Linked DNA regions of Gossypium arboreum: region 2 is linked to region 1. The links are chromatin contacts, called in public Hi-C maps. All regions are on one chromosome and are shown on one strand. Each heading gives the region's core, a stretch centred on a gene start, on an enhancer-like site or on the middle of the called end of the contact. The rest is flanking DNA. Distances are from core to core; before and after follow the strand shown.

What was found. A called contact is a pair of places that touch in the nucleus more often than the background predicts.
Region 2: a Hi-C map of leaf shows a contact between it and region 1, with 3 times the contacts expected there. The contact joins the promoter of LOC108474676 here to the promoter of LOC108475728 in region 1. A contact is called at or near these places in 2 of 5 Hi-C or Micro-C datasets (both in leaf).

Annotation. Positions count from the first base shown.
Region 1 is chr3:14,177,297-14,182,502 of ASM2569848v2, forward strand. LOC108475728 reads left to right here and starts at 2,216. Exons shown (of 1, transcript XM_017777718.2): 1 at 2,216-2,952. The coding sequence starts at 2,452. The coding sequence ends at 2,718.
Region 2 is chr3:14,402,244-14,407,840 of ASM2569848v2, forward strand. It overlaps LOC108474676 (RING-H2 finger protein ATL47), which reads left to right and starts at 4,141. Exons shown (of 2, transcript XM_017776670.2): 1 at 4,141-4,975; 2 at 5,066-5,597. The coding sequence starts at 4,491.

The DNA.
Region 1 (5,206 bases), core at 966-3,465:
ATTCTCATCAGTTCAAAATTTGTCTAAACTCATGCTTATATTATATTATATTATATTATATTATATATACAATCCTCGATATAATAACCTCTTTTATTTGTCTACCAATATTTTAACTATTGTAGAGAGGCCGATGTTATGATCCTACAACAACATTTAGCATTTAGATTATATTTGGTTGTTATGCCCTTGTAATATAGCTCTAGTTATTCACGTTCTTGCAATTTCTTGCTCTACAAATTTCTTTGAGTGGATTCTTCTTATTTAGTTGCATTAATGTACTTATCGAAAAAAAGATATCAATGACAATTTTATAATTAGGTAGTCCATTTTTTTACTTAATGTTAATGGGTGGTGTTAGTTCGAACAATCGTTGAGAAACAAACTAAGTGTTTGGAAGGAACGGCTAAGGGAGTGGGTACTCCTTCAAGCACTACATGAACAAAAAATAAAATAGAAGACACAAAGATTGTTTACTTAGTTCATTTTCCTTACATCTGCGAAGCCTAGCTTAATGAGAAGTATCCACTATCTTTAAACTCTTACACAGTGATCCTAAATCTATCACACATCCATGATAATTTCTTCACTTGTATCTTTGAAGACTAGAACCCTCAGCACTAAATTCACCCCTGTGAGTTTATCTTGTAAAACCACAACACAACAAGTTTTATAATCACATTGCACTCACAAAATATAATTATTCACATGTACAAATTAAGTGCTCTCAATTCTTGGTACATAAACCTATACAAATCTCTCAATTATATGGAGTTGTTTGAGACTTGCTAACATAGATAAGATCTATATCAATCCCTATAAAAACAACCACATTATACGTTGAATACAATATAATAATAATGAATAAAAAAAATGGACTTTTGACAGCTAAGAGTGTAGTGTTCCAATTCAATATGATATCCACGATCTAAAGGATTAAATAAGGTGAACCAATTCGATCCAATCTCCAAACTATGTTTCTCCAATTGTTATGATCTTCTTTGATGGACTAGATATCATCCATATACTCAACAGAACCTATAAATATCATTCAATAAATTGCCAACATTTCAAATATGAAAACTATCTCAAACAACTCCAATGGTAAAGGAGTGAGAACTCCCTTGGCACTCTATTGCCATTTCTATATTTTTCAACAATCTTCCCTTTTAGCAATTTTTTGAACAAAACATACACAATGGAGGAAGCTATAACATCAAATAACCTTAGCTCCCCCTTAACATATTGTCATTACTATTTTTTACTTTTTTTTTTGAGATAGATTGACATTTAGACCCTATATGGCACATATGATGATAAAGAAATAGGGAAATAATGGCAGGTTGAATGTGCGGAAGTAGTGGTATAAATAAAACACCAATGTTCACAAGCTATTTGTGCTTGACTCCAAATAAAATGCTCAAATTTGATTCGGTAATTATCGAGTTGAGTTTGCACTCAAGCAACTTAAGCTATTAATCAAGTTGAATTTGAGCATCGTAATATTCAATTTGAATGGTTCTGACTCTAATTGAGCTTTTCATTTTAATATATTATATATGAAATCACATTTTTACTCTTATTATATAAAAATAGCTTAAGTATGAACGAGCTTAATTGAGTTGAAGTTCAAGTTAAAGTTTGATGTTGAGTACAAAAATTAAGAAACAAGCCTAATAAAGCTCAAGTTTAAAAATTGATGTCTGATTAAACTTGAATCGAATATCGAGCCTTAAATTTCGGGCCAAACTTAAGCTTGAACTTGTGTTTTCCACTATTTAAGTTTCGCTCAACTCAACTACACTATTTTGTTAAATGATAGAATAATGTACATTCATACAAGTACATATAATTATTGAGTTCAATTAACCAATTTATGAGTTATTAAGTTGAATTAACAAATGTTGTTTTTCTTTATGTTAAAAATTCATAATATAAAACTTCAGAACTTAAAGATTTATCGGGCCAATATTTTTAATAAAAGTTTTGAGGGTAACTCTACTTATTAGAGAATTTCCATTTCATAGACAATAATGTCTTTATTAAAGCAAAAAGTTGGATTGTTTAACTAAATTCTCAATAAAAGATTAGTGGTGCATAGTATGATGGTATCTGCAAAAATGGGGTTGGGATTTATTGGGCCCCACCGCAAGCCCACGTCCATAAGACGACAAACTAGAGAGAACGTGTGACTAAAACAGGAACATATGAATATTTAATTCATGTCGTAAGAGCCGAAAGGAACATCAAGACTCGGCTCACATGGTCCCTTCTATATCTCTTCTTCCCATCATTCATGCCTCTCTCTCCCCTTCCATTTTTTTTTTGTTACATCAATCATAACTTTTCATTCCTTTGAACACAAACCCAAGAAAATAAAGAGTGACTTCCTTCCTTCCTCCCTGCGTTTTTGTTCTCTATTTAGCTTAAGAAATTTATACACATTTTCTTATGAAACATACGGAGCCAAGGAGCTGCAAAGAGTTTTCTATGGTGAAATGGAGGATGAGGAGGAGGCGGACTGCTTGCAGTGGCGGAGGCAGCACCGGTGGTCGATCAGTTAGAATGAAGATCAAAAGGTTGCAAAAGCTAATTCCGGGAGGGCAATTGATGCAACCGGATCGCCTGTTCTTGAGGACGGTAGATTATATACTGCATTTGCGCTTACAACTTAATCTTCTGCAAGCTCTTTCGAAGATTTACCAACCCTCAATTTAATCTCTCCTTTTCTTTTTATAAGGGTAAAGGTAAAAGTTATTTAAAGATTGAACGATGTTAACTAAAGACTCCAATAATTCAGTCGACATTAATATTCAAATATTTATGTAGATTATATATAATATAGAATTTAGATGGCATTTGCTGCCTTGCCATATACAAATGTACTCTCTTCCTCCTTTTTTTTTTTCCTTATAGTAATTATATTTGAATGTTAAGGTTTTCTCCTAAGAAGTTGGTTTATTCTTCCCTTTTAGTTTGTTAATATTGGTGGTTTTAATTTCCTCTGGAATTCATGCATGTGGGCTACCCATCTGCTGGAATTTCCAGCCTTTGCTCCTTCTTTCTTTCTCGTTTGTTGACTAAATTACACTTATGTTTGTTTAAGTACATTGTGGACATCAAAATTATTGAGCCATTAACTTCTGTTAAGTGTGTAACAATAAGTAGATGTCGAATTTTTTTAATTAGTCCCAATAATTTTAATTTTTCTTTTCTTTTAACTTTCCTTTTTCTTTTTCTTTTAGCTTTCCAGAACGTAAATAACCAAAATCCCCTCCCTAAAACGAAATATAAAACATCAAAACTCATTCTTAAATTCAATCTCAACAAGAAGAAAAGTAAACCCATTATTTATTATTCATGGAAATGTATAAATTTCTCTTTCTTCACTGATACGAAGTGTTCTTTTCATTTTCTTTATCTGCTTAAAGGATTCTCTGCTAAATGCAATTCTTAACTATGTTTAGTTTTATTTTTGACATATTTTCTTAGATGCCACTACATCGATGAGTAATTGAAATTTCTATTTTCTAATAACAGAGTTCTATGTTTGCTTGTTTGGTATATTTTAAGCTAATTGGATTTTATTTGCAACGAGGTTGATTTCTATTATTTTTACTGCTGACGTTCAAAATAAAACGTAACCTTCTTTCTCTTTTAGTTTCGAGCTGGGTTTTAGGAAGTGTTTTTTTTTTTTGGTCTGAATTGCTTCATTCTGACAATTGTTTATTGTAATCTTTTCTTTTCTTTTTTTTTTCTCATTTTCTATTCATTTTGATCTCTCTCACTGTATATTTGAATTAAGATCATTTTTAGTTAATATACTAAAGAGTATTTAAAATTTTCAAAAGAATATTTAATTGTGTGTTTTCAAAAAGATCCAGAAATATTATTTTATTTTACGTTTAAAATTATTATTTTATTATTTTAATTAATTCTCATTAAATTCACATAGTATTAAATGAAAATTAATTTAAAAATTCAAAAATATTATCATTTTAATAATAAAACCAAATATTATCATGAGTAAAAATAATAGGCCAGTAGTTTACTTAATTACAAAAATAATATAAAGATTTATTTAAATAAAATGTAGTACTTTAAGTGGTTTTTAAAATATATTATCCTTCATTTTTCTTCAATATTGGAGCTGACAATAAAAATTGGAGCTGACAATAAGAAATTTTTTTTTTACCCCACAAAGCTCAAAATTTCCACATAAAGTTAACTCAATTCATCAAATTCAACAGCCAAGAATTTTAAAATTTTCTAACCCCTTATTTGATGAAGGAGATATAATTAAAATCGCTCAAAAGAAAAAGTGTAGTGACTAACTATACAATTTGATTTAAAATATCTGAAAAGATGACACATTTAGTGAAAGTTAACAACTGAGTGACCACAACATGATAAATAGACGACACTAATGACTATATAATAATTTTTTAAAGTTTGGTAATCAAAACATAAACTTCAACAAACTTAAGTGATTAGCTTGTAATTTATCCTTTTTAATTAAACAATGCATATACAAACAATTGTCATTTGTTATGTTCTTATTTGATTTTGCTTAAATATTTTCTCTATATAAATAATGGATAATAAGTCATACTTGTATAATATATAATGTAACATCTCGATACCTGACCTGATTACCACGACTGAGTTACAAGATGTCACCTTTGTTGTCAGAGTAACTACAATCGATAACATCCAATTCAATGTCAATATACATTTAAGTACAAGTAATTCATACAAATTAAACAATGTAATATCATTTTCGGACCTTATACTTGTAACACCTTCAACCGGACCTGATTCACCAGGTCCGAATCTCGGGTGTTACTACGCATAACTTAGTAAAATTTTAAAACAGGATATTTTACTTAAAGACTCAATTTCAATGGAACAAAGAAAATTATTTAAAAATAATATAATACATCAGATTTATCATAATTTAATATAATAAAAAAATTTACTGAAAACAAACACGATAAGGCGTAATCCTACCATATGCTTATTTTCCAAATAGCCCGTTATATGCATAATAACCCGGATCGTCGCTTCTCTAGCACATTCCTAGCTTGGTCTTTCTTGGCAAACTCACTTTTCGACAATACCTAAAACATAAACATAACGCTTGTAAGTTACACAAACTTAGTGAGCTTTAATACAGAATACCCCGAAATCTTCTTTGTTGAATTTC
Region 2 (5,597 bases), core at 2,891-5,390, 230 kb after region 1:
CTCCTGTTGAACTATTTGGAATGCTATAGGATATTCAATAGCCCCAAACATGGGATAAGATGCCGACGCCATGTCCCAGACATAGTCTTACACTGGGTAGCACATCAAAGTCGATGCCTGTCCCAGACAGGTCTTACATTGGCTTGTATATCTCGAGGCTGATGCATGTCCCAGACATGTCTTACACTAGCTCTCATCTCAATACCGATGCATGTCCCAGACATGTCTTACACTGGCTTGTATATCTCGAGCCCGATGCATGTCCCAGACATTTCTTACATTGCCTCTCATAATGTGGCCGATGCATGTCCCAGACATGTCTTACACTAGCACACATATCACCCAATGTCATGGCATGAATATCACAATCTATTCCTAAGGTTCAACTGGGAGTTATTGCTACGTAAATTCTCATAATTTACATTCACAACGCAAGTCAACAATTCAGACCATACTAATTGTACAATACATGGTAACATTATATTTGCATTATTTATGTACAACTTACTCGTTTCAATGGAATATCATACTCCATCAAATTTATAATGTATTCTATCATCACGTGAGTGTTATTAACTTTTGGCATCACTTTCTCATACATAACTCCATCAACATATAATTCAATACAATTATAACAAAATAGATTTCAAGTATATTAACAATAATATGGATAACATGCTTATTTAGTCATACACACTTACCTCGAATGCAATTTCAGCTAATTACTCCATTTTAGTCCATTACCTCGTACTTTTCGATTTAAGCCCAAATCTTGATTTTCTTAATCTAACATGATTAAATTCACTCATTTAATTATTACATTAATTAAAACATTCTATAATTCACAATTTGGCAAAATGATAGTTTTGTCCTTAGACTTTACAAAAATTACAATTTTGCCCTTAGGCTCGTAAATTGATTTTTATTGAATTTCCTCCTTTACCAAGCCTATCCGAATTCTTTTTATAACTATATAAACTCACAATTTTAATTATTTCACACATTTACAACTTATTTTACAACTTTATAAAATAGCCTTTTTTAGGTGTTTTCATGCAAACTTCTTTCACGAAAGTTGTTTATTACACAACCAAGACTCATTTTCTTCCATAAAAATTCAAAAAAAAACATAAGTGCTCTCATGTAAAAACCCTATACTTTCAACCATTTTGTAAAATAGCCCCCACATTAGCTAGCTCATGCTACAAGGGTCCCAAAAGTGTAGAAATCATCAAGAAATGTCATCAAAATCACTTACTTGCAAGAAAACTAAGTGGCTGAAAGCTTAAGCTCTTAAAACCCCCTTGTTTGTTGCCATTTTTGGTGGGGAAGAAGAAAGATAAAAAGATGATACCTTTTGTTTTATTTTATTCTATTTCTAGTCAAAATTAAGTCACCAACCACACCAAATTTTGACTTTTCTACTTTCTTTCTCTTTATGGCTGGCCAAGCATATTTTTTAGGGTCTATTTTCACTTTGAACATCCCAAATTTTGTTTGCTATTTAACATATTTAGCTAGCAAAACAAAACTTTTGTCCTTTATGCGATTTAGCCCTTTTTCGCAATTAAGCATGGAATCGCTAAAATTATTTCACCAAAATTTTCATGCACTCACATAATCATGCTATAACACATAAAATAACATTATAAATAATTTCCCTGGCTCCAGAATAGTGGTTCCAAAACCACTGTTCCAACTAGGCCCAAAATCGGGCTGTTACAACAAAGCCCATTTTTCTTTAATCTTAACGTTCAACCAAAATTAACAACTTATTCTTCAGAATTCCACCTACATAACTGAAATACTCATTGGAATACAAAGTAATCTTCTATTTTAGATTTGATATTTAGTTCCAGCCCAAGGGTAGCAAACCCTAGACGGCTTCTAAAGAAAGCCACAACAACATTGTCAAAGGAAAGAAGAAGATAAAACGTCTCCATCTCTCTAGCCCATTTAACTAATATTTATTTACAGATAGGACCCACGTTCCCATGGAAACTTAACACGTGTCACTCTTTCAAAATATTTTCATTAATGGTCTATAGTTGTAAATACAAATATAAATAAGAATCCAATATGGACAATACCTGGTTAACCTAACCAGAGGGGTCCTAATTACTATATCATAATACAACTAGCATTGTTACTATAATAACATGGCATACTATGCCTTAGGCGAGCACTCCTTTCAAAATCATCTCTCCATCAGGTTGTTATCTCATTAAACAATAATTGGATACTAGGACCTCGTCGAGCGGGCTGTTGTATACTCTTAACCACTTAATACGGACTTCTCCATAATATATGGCAGAATATCAGGAAATTAAATTCGTACTTACTCTTGTGGCGGTTACTATACATCCACATGTATACGCCAGAAAAACTTTTTACTGCTATGCACCAAAACTTTAAACCCACCAAAACTAAGGTGTTACACATTGCAACACACCTTGTCTCAACAAGAATTATTGAATATCTCTAGGTCGAATGAGTTGAAACTGAGTAATTTTTTTTTAGGAGGTCAGTTTTGAATTTTAAATTTTTAAATATAATTGAGCCAGATCAAGGTCAACATAGAAGGTATAAAAGTTGGATCAATATTAACACAAGAATCTTTTATTAGAAGAGTTGAGATAAAATTATAAATTGTTGGGGTCAAAAGTAAAATTTGTGTAAAAATCTTATATTAATTTTAAGGGTAAACTACACCAAGGTCACTAAATTATTAGTAAGTTTATGTTTTGATCACTCAACTTCAAAAAAAGTTATAAAATGGTCATTGAACTATTCAAATATTTTTATTTACTCACTGGGTTTTAAGTTTTTTATATAAAAAAAGTCCAACTAGTGAGTTCTAATTGACGATCAGTATGGTGAATCAGTCCTCATAAATGAGTAGGAGAATCTACCTTAGTTCCAAGTTGATCTAACGATTAATGTCGAAGACCAAAGAAGAAGGTTATTTGAATTTTGGTTCGCAAGTTCATGTCGTTTAAAGCTATTTCATGAAAAGAAAATTAAATTATAAAAGAGATGGGAAAAAAGAGCTTTCGATTGGTATAGAAGATGTGAACAAAGAATGTCATACATCAACAATTTAATAATCTAGTGACTTAAATAAAAACTTTCAAATAATTTAATAACATTTTGTAACTTTTTAAAATTAAATGATCAAAATATAAATTTATTAATAATTTAACAATTTTAAGTATAATTTGCACAAAAAGAAATAAAAAAAAAAGTAGAGTAGGAGCCAAGGCCCATGGATCTCTATCCCCGAGGGATCTATGGATCAGTGCAAGTAAAAACATTTTCTTGTCATCCCTAATACCAATAGCCGATCATGGGTTTGGCGGCGGCCTACCAAGGCCCGCCTTAGAAAAATGGGAGGTTTGGGTAAAAATATAGACCCAAAAATGGGCTTGGGTAAAAACGAGACCTGTTTAGAAAACGGGCCGGCCTCGGTAAGAGTTTTTGGCCGGGCCCGCCTAAATTATATATTAATAATTTTTTTATTTTATTTTAATTATTTTAAATTTTAATATAACCATTTTTTTATATTATTAATTTGTGTATTGTTTTAAGAATTGTTTTAGTATTATTTTTATTTGTTTTAATATTTGTTTTTATGTTTTTAAATATATTTGATTTATTATATAATTTTATTTTGGGCCGGGCTTGGGCAAAATTTTAGGCCCATATTTTGAGTCGGGCCAAACCCGAACCTAGTAGACGGGCCTAAAAATTTGTATGGGCTCGACCCAACCCGACCCATGAACACCTCTAATACCAATATTGTTAAATGATTTTTCAAAATTGCGGATTCAAGAGAGCATAATTACGTAATATTCAGAGATTAAAGGGTAGATTAAAATATCTTAAAGAAAAGTAAAAAACAAAAATCCCAAATCAGACTAAATGACAAAACGGCCCTTGATACTTTTGTCCTCTAATCCTTTCACTTTTTTAGAAGCTTACCTGCCGCACCTTCGCCCCATCCTTCTCTAAAACATAGCAAATGTGAAGGGAATTGGAAACTCCAACAGGACTAAAATGGTGTTCACTGCAACAATCAACGGATCAACTTATTAAATATGGGGTTCCGTAATGCCAGAGTTTCTAATTCCTGAGGTAGGTCAACTAAAACCTTGACTCGGTTACAAGTGTTACAAACTTAGAAGAGTACCTGTTGTTGTTCTTGTTCTTGTTCTTGTTACACCAATTACGAGCTAGTTCGCTGTTTTTTTATTCATTATTACCAAGTCTTCTACCTAAGCAATCCTCTTACTTGTAAATCTTCAGTCTAAGATTAGATTTTTGCCAAACCTCATTGGGTGAACTGAGCTGGGGTTTTGTTGGAGGTGCAAGAAATAATGTGCCCATTGCTTGTTCATTTTAGTTTCCTGGGTTCCATATAGGTGACTGTAGTTAGTTTTGGTTCAAGAAAGTTGAAGAAACAGGTGCTTCTAGCATGCCCATTTCCTAAAATGTCTTGGATACAATCTCAAATCAAGCTAAAAGATGGTGGTTTGAGTTACCATCCTCACTCTCTACTTTCTTCGCCTCCTTCTTCTTCTTTCTCCTCTCCTCCATTGTCCTACAGTAATGATAACCAAAAGCAGCCAAACTCCCTTTCGTCATCATCTTCAGCTAGTAAAATAAGCCCTGCTGTTTTGTTCATCATTGTTATTCTGGCTGTTATATTTTTCATATCTGGCCTTCTTCACTTGCTTGTCAGATTTCTTATGAAGCATAGGTCTCCCTCATCTGTATCAGAATCCAACAGATACCCAGAAATGTCAGGATCTGATGCTTTCCAAAGGCAGTTGCAACAACTCTTCCATCTTCATGATTCGGGTCTGGATCAAGCTTTCATAGATGCTCTACCTGTGTTTCTATATAAGGAAATAATGGGGTTGAAAGAGCCATTTGATTGTGCGGTTTGTCTTTGTGAATTCTTGGAACAAGATAAGTTGAGATTGCTTCCTATGTGTAGTCATGCTTTCCATATAGACTGTATAGACACATGGTTGATGTCTAACTCTACTTGCCCTCTTTGTAGAGGGACCCTTTTCACACCTGGGCTTCCAATTGAAAACCCAATTTTTGATTTGGAATATCCAAGGGAAGAAAACATGTTATCAAGCAATGGAGGAAGTGGGGTGTCTCTTGGCCCAAAACCCGCAGAGAGTGACATTGGAAAGAGGGTGTTTTCTGTGAGACTAGGCAAATTTAGAAGTTCAAATGATGGAAGTGGAGGAGAAATAGAAGGTGGAGAAGGTGTATTAAGAGAAGGGGAGACCAGTAGCAGTAATTTGGATGCAAGGAGATGTTACTCAATGGGGTCATTCCAATATGTGGTTGCTGATAAGTTGCAAGTAGCTCTTTGCCCTTCTAGAGGTGGCAATGGTACTGCTAGTATGAAGCTTGTGAAGGGAAGAATTGGACAAACTGGGAATTCATCAAATGATGGTGATGTTAAGGGAAAAAGGATTAACTTTACAAGTAAAGGTGAAAGCTTTTCTGTATCCAAGATCTGGCAATCGTCTAAGAAAGGTAAATTCCTAAGATCTTCAGATACAGTAGGCTCTTCC